Regions from separate parts of the Mus musculus genome. Here region 2 is linked to region 1. The links are chromatin contacts, called in public promoter capture Hi-C maps. All regions are on one chromosome and are shown on one strand. Each heading gives the region's core, a stretch centred on a gene start, on an enhancer-like site or on the middle of the called end of the contact. The rest is flanking DNA. Distances are from core to core; before and after follow the strand shown. Region 1 overlaps Fam155a (family with sequence similarity 155, member A). Region 2 holds the start of Tnfsf13b (tumor necrosis factor (ligand) superfamily, member 13b).

What was found. Promoter capture Hi-C pulls out the DNA fragments that hold promoters and counts their contacts.
Region 2: a contact with region 1 is called in a promoter capture Hi-C map of hippocampal neurons, with 3 times the contacts expected there. The contact joins the promoter of Tnfsf13b here to the enhancer-like site in region 1. A contact is called at or near these places in 3 of 39 promoter capture datasets (cranial neural crest, embryonic stem cells and hippocampal neurons), 2 of 15 datasets of contacts at CTCF or cohesin (pro-B cells and stem cell-derived epiblast-like cells), 1 of 484 Hi-C or Micro-C datasets (embryonic stem cells) and 1 of 9 other capture datasets (embryonic stem cells).

The regions. Positions count from the first base shown.
Region 1 is chr8:9,218,667-9,223,300 of GRCm38.p6, reverse strand. All of the region lies in intron 2 of Fam155a (family with sequence similarity 155, member A), which reads left to right. Among named protein-coding and RNA genes, the nearest start is that of Gm39128, 53 kb to the right of the region's middle. Within about 2 kb of position 2,395, at least 2 of the 459 cell types and tissues checked have an H3K27ac peak or open chromatin away from gene starts, as enhancers often do. A contact at or near this core is called in hippocampal neurons, where this site is marked.
Region 2 is chr8:10,004,639-10,009,272 of GRCm38.p6, reverse strand. It overlaps Tnfsf13b (tumor necrosis factor (ligand) superfamily, member 13b), which reads right to left and starts at 2,640. Exons shown (of 7, transcript NM_033622.2): 1 at 2,113-2,640; 2 at 1,939-2,023. The coding sequence starts at 2,430.

The DNA of each region.
Region 1 (4,634 bases), core at 1,146-3,645:
GGAGAATCTTGTAAAATACAGAAATGCTATGAGTTCCTGTAGTGAGGCAATGGCAGGTTACTCACTGACCCAAGAGAAAACCATCTCCACAGACAGTCATTGAATTGAATCAAATTGAATTTAGGGCTTCGGTTTGTGAGTCTTGGGGGCACTGTTCAGACCTTAGACATATATTTGAAAGGAGGAAATTTGGGCACACCCACACATGATGGAAAAAACAGCGTGAAGAAGACTTGTAGAAAAGATGGCCTCTGGCATGGTGAGTCCAACCACCCACAGCCTCCAGGAATGACTGACAGCCCTGTCGGCTGCACTTCAGCCCCACGTGAGAGAGCAGCAGCCTGCTCTTCAAGCCAAGAGATGAGGGAACCCATGGCATCTATGGAGCCTATTGTCCAGGTCCCACTGGTTAGTCAATGAGCAGTGGCTTGCAGATATGGAGTGAAATCGAGACTTTCAACACAGCCTTCCAACATTCACCCAGGTTACAGAGCAGGGGGCATCATGGCGACTGTAGAAGCTATGAGATCTGGGCCCTGGGGCAGAGACAGTGGCAGTGAGACTGGATTGAGTGGTGTTGCTGGACACGGGGCATGGTGTTACAGATCTCTTTAGGCTGGATAACAAAGTGATCTCTGAAACTTCATGAACGTACTTTGTGGTGGACTTCAGGACCACAGTGACTCTGCAGTGTACTGTGTTTGGTACCCAGAGCCACACTTGTCAGTCATTAGAACGTTTTTTAGCCCTGAGTCTGAGACCCCTTCGGTGCAGGATGAGACAACGGTGAACATTCTTCAAACAGCCCGGCCCCTCTCTGAGCATGCTGCAGAGGATTGCTGAGAACAAAATCTGCCCTAAGTAACAATGCCTTTTTAAAGGGAGAAAGCCAGAAAGGGAAGAAAAACAGGAGAAAAATCTAGTCATGTAGATTCTTATTTGTTATATTTTAATTTATTCTTTGAGAATTTGGCATGTGTGTGCAATGAAATATGGTCATATCTATCCCCTTTTCCCCTCTAGCTCCCCCAGAGTTACTTCCTCCATTTATATATCTCCTCATCCTCCTTCTTAACCATCTCACCCACTAGGACCAACTAGCATGCTCTATACATGCATGCATGCATGTGGGCAGCACTGGAAAACCACAGCTTCCTTAGCTCTAGAAGATATCGTCTTCCGTGTGGAGGTGTGGCTCTCCCCTTATTTTAAAACTGATTTCATAGGCTTCTCCTGAAGCTTCGAAGGGTAGTATAGGTTGAAAATTTTTCTAAGATCTATTATTTTTATTTCACTTTAACTAAATCCATTCAATTTCCTCGCACGTTTAATTATTCTTTTCAGAATTTTAAGTGTGAGTATTGCATTTATATCATTAACATCTCAGCCTCCATTCCCTCTGTGCCTCCACCCCCTCTTAAATTATTATTTTGTGAAATGTATAGATACAGAAGTGTGGGTTGGGTGTGGTGTGGTGTATATTTATGTGAGTGTGAGTGTGTGTGTGTGTGTGAGTGTGTGTGTGTGTGTGTGTGTATGTATGTATATGAGTCAATTCAGCATTGCCCACATGTATATTTAGAGCTGCCTTCTGGATTTGGGCAACCTATTGAGCTGAGAAAACTAATTCTCTCTTGTCACTTGCCATTGGTTTGCTTACTATCGCTCTTCATCTAGGGGTGGGGCCTTGACAGTTTTCCCTGATCCAGATCGGCTTATCACCTGGTGTTGTCATTGTTTTTGGTCTTGTTTAGGTTACCATGTAGTTGGGATTTCTTGGGTGCCAGTAGTTCCTGGTTCTTGTCATATAAAGAAGGCACAGTCTCCCTGCTGACACCTTACTCCTTGGGTCTTAAGGATCAAGGGTTTAGCTACTAAGATACTCCCCAGCTCCAACGTCCTCAGTGCTAATCCTTACAAAGGGGATGATTTCTACCTCTGTCTATTCTAACTGTCCCAAGAATAAAGAAAGTTCTCTCTACAGAGGCTTGTTTATTTAAAATCATGAGCTTCTTCAATTAATATGAAAAGAAGAAAAGATGACCCCATAATGAGAGTGATCAGGAGTTTCAGAGCAGACCAGCCAGCATAGCCAACTGCCAGCTCCAGCAGGTGGTTTTCCGTTGGTTTCCTGCCATGTAGGGAGTCGGGGTGCCTTGGACTGGATGGGCTCATGCAGGGTGATACTGCAAAAGAGAAATGTCTACTTTGAGAGAACAGGGGCTCTGCGGCTTTCTTACTCCACCACGACAGCTCAGGCATTATACTCAGCAAATGAGAAAACCAAAGAATAGAATGTACTTGCTTTTTTCATCAGAAAGCCAGCTGTAGACCCCTTCCAGTCTGATGCTCCGTGGGCAGCTGCTTTTTGCTCTTTGCTGCCTTCGTTTCCACGGGAACGTGGTTTGGAAACTGGAGTACCTGGCATCCTTTTAATTAGCTACTGAGTTGACTCCAGAGGGTCATAAACTGTCTTCCTGCTTTGATAATGAAACGCTTGCTGTAGTTTGAGGTAATTCGTACAAACAAATATGTCAACCTTCTATTCTTTCTTCATAACCATGTGTTTTTTTCTTTTCTGGTTTTGAATTATACCCTGCATCTTTTCTCTTGGATTTTCACATATTCTATAAAAATTCACTGAAAATGCCCAGTATTTGAGTGTCGTAGGCTATTATTGTAGAGCTCAGAACTTAACAAAGGTCTTCCCTGGGTAAAATTGAAAAGGGAGCAGACTTTCTCAGAGCACCTAGGAGAGTTGTTCATTCTTTAAGGAAGGCAGTCACAGAATTCATTCTCTCTCTCTCTCTCTCTGTGTGTCTTTCTCTCTCTTTGTGTCTCTCTCTCTGTCTCTCTCTGTCGTGTGTGTGTGTGTGTGTGTCTTTCTGTGTGTGCACATGCAAGCACGAGTGCATGCATGCATGCATTTGTGTGCATGTGTGCCTATACAGATGCACATGCATTTATGAATGCATACCTGCGGAGGCCAGAAGATGATCTAAAGTCTGTCTCAAGTGGCACTCCTTAGCTGCTGTCCATCTTCCATGTTTGAGACAGACTTGCTCTCTGGCCTGAGTTTCATCAGCAGGCTAAACTCACCAGCCAAGGTTCCCCGGGCTCCTCCCATCTTCATTTCCCCAGATCAATGGTTACAGCATCTATGACCACACTTGGCTTTTTTTACATGGATTCTGGGGAAAGTCTGGTAATTGTGTTCACAAGGAAAGCACTTTATCAACTGAGCCCATTTCCCAGACATGGAATTCACCTCCTCACTGCTGAGTGAAAAGTAGCAAAACCATGATAAAACACTGGGATACTAAGGGCTTCTATTGTCATGGTAAAACAACATGACCAACAGCACACTGGGGAGGGAAGGCTTTGGTTAGCTTATACTTCCACATTTTAGACCATGATTGAAAGAAGTCAGGACAGGAACTCAAACAGGACAGGAACCTGAAGGCAGGAGCTGATACAGAAACCATGGAAGGGTACTGCTTACTGGATGGCTCCTGATGGCTCGCTCAGACTGCTCTGGTCCTCCAGCCTAGGGATGGCACCACCCACAATGGGCTGGGCTTTCCCCCATCAATCACTAATTAAGAAAATGCCCTATAGCTGTATCTTGTAAAGGCATTTTCTCAATTCAGATTCCCTTCTTTCAGATGACTCTGGATTGTACCAAGTCAACACAAAGCTAGCCAGCACAACTGACCCTTGTCAACTTGACATACAAACATATAGTGTCATAACACATCCGTTCTTGTTTATCCCCAAGATGGCACATTGTTATCAATAGCACAATAGAAAGCATTTTACAAACATAAAAATTCCCATGGTCTTTGCAAATCCAAACGATTTAAAATTCAAACTTTTAAAAAATCCAGTTGCCTTTAAAACCTAAAATCTCTTTAAAATTCAGCCTCTCAACTATGGGCTCCTATAAAGTCAAAAATTAACGAAATATTTTCTTCAAGAGAGAGAACCAGGGCACAGTCACAATCTAAGCAAGGCGAAACCAAACTCAAAAAAAAAAAAATGAAATTAACCAAACATCCAATATCTAGACTTCATCCATGATCTTTTGGGTTCCTCCAAAGGGCTTGGGTCACTTCTCTGGCTCTTCCATTCAGTAGAACATGCAGCTTGGTTTCTAGGTGCCATCTGGCTCCACTCCACAGCTGCGGATGTTTCTGGTGGTCATCCCACGGTACCAGCATCTCCAAAAATGCTGGGGTTCCTTGCTGCAAATGAGCTGTACTTACACCAATAGCCTCTCCTGGGCTCTCTCCAGGGACTCTAGACCTTCCACACAGTGCCAAGCCTCAGCTGCTCTCCATGCCCTCTACATGCTTTCAAAACCAGCACCGCCTGAGTGACTCTTACACGAGCAAGTTCAGCTGCCGGTGCAAGGTACATCCTTGGTGACTCTGGAATACAGCAGCTTCTGTGTGCTGACCCTGAGGAAACACTTCCCAGAAGACATCACCTCAGTGATGCTGGTCTCTTCTTAACTACAGCTGGTTCTTCAGCTCTAGCTGACCAGACACCATAGATTCTTCACACAAGTGGCCTGGTGGTGCCTTTGCTTTCTGCTCTCAATAGTCCCATCTTCCAAGCTCCTTTGGAACAGC
Region 2 (4,634 bases), core at 1,391-3,890, 790 kb before region 1:
ACTATTAGGTATTGATGTCCACTAAAATGTAAAACTACTTAGACCATCCGAAGCAGCTGGGCAGAGAAATAGGCCAGTGATAGCACATAAATCCAGTCCTGCATAAAGGACTGACTCCACAAGCTCACCAGCACAGAATTATGGAAAATAGTTGCATTCTTTTGTTTGAGACAACAGCCTGAAGGGGGATGGAGAAAGGAGGAAGTCATACAAGTGTGAGAGGCTTTACCACAACAAAAGACACAGGGATTAATAGGTTAGGAGCAAAGGAAGGCTTGGTCAGAACAAGAGACAAGTAAAGGGGATTGCAGCTTGGTAATTAGAAAGCCAGGGAGGGGCAAATGTGCTTTAACTTGATAAACCAGAGGAAACAGAAATCCCTTTAAGAGACAGACAATCACAACGGCTCTGTATAGGTTTGAAGAAAATACAAGGTGAAGCGCAAGTAATTACATCAATGTCAAATTGTTAAAATAAATAAATAAAAAGGATAGATAACTAACCAATTAATTTAAAAATACAAAATTGAAAATAAGATAAAAACATGTGAACAGTATTTATAATTAGTGGATGGGGTTCACACTCAAACTTGAGGAGCTATCTGATGCTACATAAGTATGGAAATGAAGGTACAACGATGAAATTCTAATGAGCATATAGAAACCTGTCACCCCAAAGAGTTCACAATAAGAAACTTGAATAATAATCTATGGTTCTATTGAATGCATAATTCCTCAGACACAAGAGATACACACAAGAAAAATTGTGTATCCTGTATCAGTCACAGTAATAATAAAATCATTATTTAAAGCACAAGCAGCAAATTAGACAAAGGGAATTACTAAGAAATCAGTGAGATATTTATTGTAAAATAAGAAATAAAATACAGCAGAGTGTACTGCTTGTACCATTATGTGCGCTGTGATTATGCACTGTTATTACACACACCGTGACATACAGGGCACTTATTACATGCTCTGTAATTATGTGCTATTATTCCATCCATTGTGGTATATGTACTGTTACTACATATGCACCATGGCATATGTTCTATTATTGTGTACAGTGCACTATACATGCTGTAATTATTTCAGCAAAAAGGTTAGAAGGTAGCTAACACTACATACAGTAAATTTCAGATTTGCACAAAAATTTTGGTACTGCGGTGCATGTAATATTTTCATACTCTTTTGGCATGTAACTTAGAGAGTCAAGAATTTTTGTTGTTTATATAGCTTTTAAGCTGTTTTTCACTCAGACTATCAGGTAAAAATTTTTTTATAAGAATAAAAAGGCAGTCAACATCAGGAGTGTGCTGAATTGTATTGTTAACAAACAAGTATTGCTTCTTTTTTTCCTCATGAAGCAAGAAGAAAAGTCCATTTCAGTAACTCCCAACTCTGCAAAACGCTGGGGAATGGACAACAACCACTGAAGCCACACCAGACTGATTACACGGAAATTATGTTGCATATGGAAAGGGTGCATTACAGTCTTTGCCATTTCTGTGTGTTTTGCAACTGCCCCCACAATGTGTGTGTGTGCGCGCGCGTGTGTTTAAAAAAAAAATTAGTAAAACCTCATAATGCAGGGTTTGTCCACATCTGAACTTGGCCAGAACATGGGAAATCTGAAAATGCTAGGGAATGGCTTCTTGTCTGGGATGCAGGCGGTCACGTGACTGCGGTGACAGGAAGAGCTCTGCGGCTAAGTCCTTGAGCACACATCAGTGCGAGAGATCCGTGCACCCTAGTCGTCTTGTCACCTCCCACAGGGATCCTCCTATCCATACACCCTGCTCAGTGTAGGGCAAGGCACGCCACGCAGCTTATTGCAATTGCTACAAAGCTACACAAAGTGCTTCGTTCACCGCGGCCGGGCGGCTTGCAGGTGTGCACAGCACAGCCCCAGCTCTTAACTGCTGTGCCCCAGCCGTACCTGTTTCCTCTGGTCCCTGGAAAGCGCGTCTGTTCCTGTGGCCGCGGCTGGAGTTGTGGGGTCGAGGAGCTGCCGGTGTCAGGAGCTAGGAAAAGAGACAACCAGTCCGTTACTGGACAGCTGTGGAGTGGCATACCTGGGGCTCCTGCACAGGCAGAGGAGGGGTGAACTCACTTTGACTCCAGCGGTCAACTCTGGAGCACCCGCGGCGGCTGGTGTTGCTGAACCTCGGTAGCTCTGCAGCTCCATGCGCAGGTTCATCAGGTCTGCTTGCAAGGCAGCCAACTGGTACAAGGACATCGCTGTGAAACTGCTGGACAACAGGGCCAGCAGGAGGGTAGCAGCCAGCAGCCTTCCATCCCTGCAGATCCCAAACCAGGCACCCTCCTCCTTCTGCGGAGTGATGGGATCATATCCCACTTTCATATCTTCTCCTTTCTCGGAGCAAAAACAGAGGCACGGTGGTGGCAGGGTCTTTGCAGACTCATCCATTCCACGAGGAGCACTTTGAAGGTCTAGGCCTTTGGAGTAAGTGACCACAGGGGTGGGTCATTTCCTGTCATCTGTGTCCTGGGAGACTGCCCTCAGAGCATGGCAGGGCTGGGTTCCCCCAGGAGCGCTCTCCTGACTTTCTTCTGCATCTTTTGCTACCCTGAAGTAGGTTCTCTGGCTCTGGCCTTCCATGGATTGCTCAATCTGCCTTCCGCATTTCACTTTCAGTTTTTGTAAGATGTTTCATTCTATCTCAATACAGTCCTGTTTGTGGGAGATGCGAGGCCTCTGACACGGCGGCTGGGGGGGGGGGCAGCTTGGGGTTCAGACTGACTCACTCCAGACAAGCTTATCGAAGGTGCTTTCCCTTCAGTGTGCTCTTAAGAACTGTCTACTTGGAGCCACATGGCTTCTAAGGAAGGGGAAAGGGGACACTGAAGGCCTAGTGGTGTAATAAACGATAATTAATGTACAAGTCAGATAAGCTCAGTGCTTGAGTCTGAACTGCATTTGGCTGCCGGACAAGGAAGCCAACAGCTCCCCAGTGGAAGATGAAATGGAGCGCCATAAAGCTGAGTGACTGAACTCCATCTGAACTCTGCTCTCGTCTTGGTGGGGCAACGAAGAGAACATGCTACAGCTCTATTTAAGGCCACACCGGGGGTGGGGGTGGGTGGGGGTGGGGTGGGGGAGCTTTAAATGTGGGGTGGATTACAGGGAAGCATGGCAGAGACTCAGTCCCCACCCCCACCCCGCTAGGAGCTGACACACAGTCTCCACATTGATGGCACTCGTTTCACAGGTATGGACACAGGATGTCCTCAGTCTGTGCCTGGGCTTGGTGACATGAAGGCACTGCTCCATTCATTTTAGTCTTTCCTGGTCTGGAAGGCTGGCTGGGAGCCTGGTACCTCAACATCCGTTTATCTTCAGTCAGCACAGGCCATTGAACACTTAGCCGAGACTCCATTTGTCTAAACCTCGGGCTGCTGAGCAGTGGTTTTGCCTCATGCTGCCTTCCCTCAGAAGCTTAGGAAGAAAATCTCAGAAACAAGGACACACAGCAGCAAGGATTCCAGAGGGAGGCTTCCCCACCACCCATCCAGCTTCTGCCCCTGGCCCTCCCTCATGAGACTTAATGGTAGGATTAGAATTCCACCACATGATAAGCTGAGACAGGAGGATTGTGGGTTCAGGGTTAGCCTGGGCTCCAGAGCAAAACCCGGCTTCAAAATCAAGCACATATCTCAGGTATGTGTTATTACCAAATCACATACAGAAATTAAATGACTCGAAGAAGTGCAAGACCAAAGGACGGCACCTTCTTCCTGTTCTGTATAATTATCCAGAGGGAATTATCTAGCTGGGCTATAAGATGCCCTTTGCCTTCTCTGCTCTATAAGGCAAAGAACTTCATGGCCAAACTCCTCAACTTAAAGCCCAGACCAATCTGAGTCCAGGTCATTTTAGAATAAGTGTCCAGTGTTGGTTCAGGTAGTGGTTGTCACTGTGCATCAATGGCCACTGCTTCTTCCAAAAAAGTTTGTCAAGAAGCCTCCTTCTGGCTAGCAGGCACCACTGTACAACGCCCACAGAGTTCACACAAAAACAGCTCCTTTACAGTGAGGGCTCTTAGATTTCTTAGGAAATGAACGTTATCTCTCCCTAACTCAAAGGTTTGCTTCCTGCAGAGGAAATGGTTTGATGATCTAATCTGAGATTTACTCGATGGTGAGTGCACTCTTTATTGCTTGACCACCGCACAGCACTGGTGTACTCACTGCCCTTCGGCAGTTTGTGGGTGGCCACCACGTACGGCACATCTCTTGGAATACCAGATAGTTAGATCTTGTCTTGATGCAATAAGTTGGTCTGCATGTTGGTGCTGAGGAAGTTTGCATTAGGTTTTTTGAGAAGGGATTGCTGTTTCCTGTGGGTTTGTTGGTTGTGGGGGATGCTAGGATGTTGCTAATTATTTCTCCCTGTCCTATTAGTATTTTTTTGTTTGTTTTTTTGTTTTTCTGACTTGCTGTGTTGGCCATGCCGGATCCCAGCTCTCCTTTGTTTCTGCACTGCTCTCATGTATTTATTCTTTCCTGGGCTTCTCTGAGTGAGACTCTCCCCCTCCCCTAGATAGTATTCAGACAGATCATTTCTGCAGCATAGACCCCACTGCCACGCGCTGCATAAAGTGTTTTTATTTC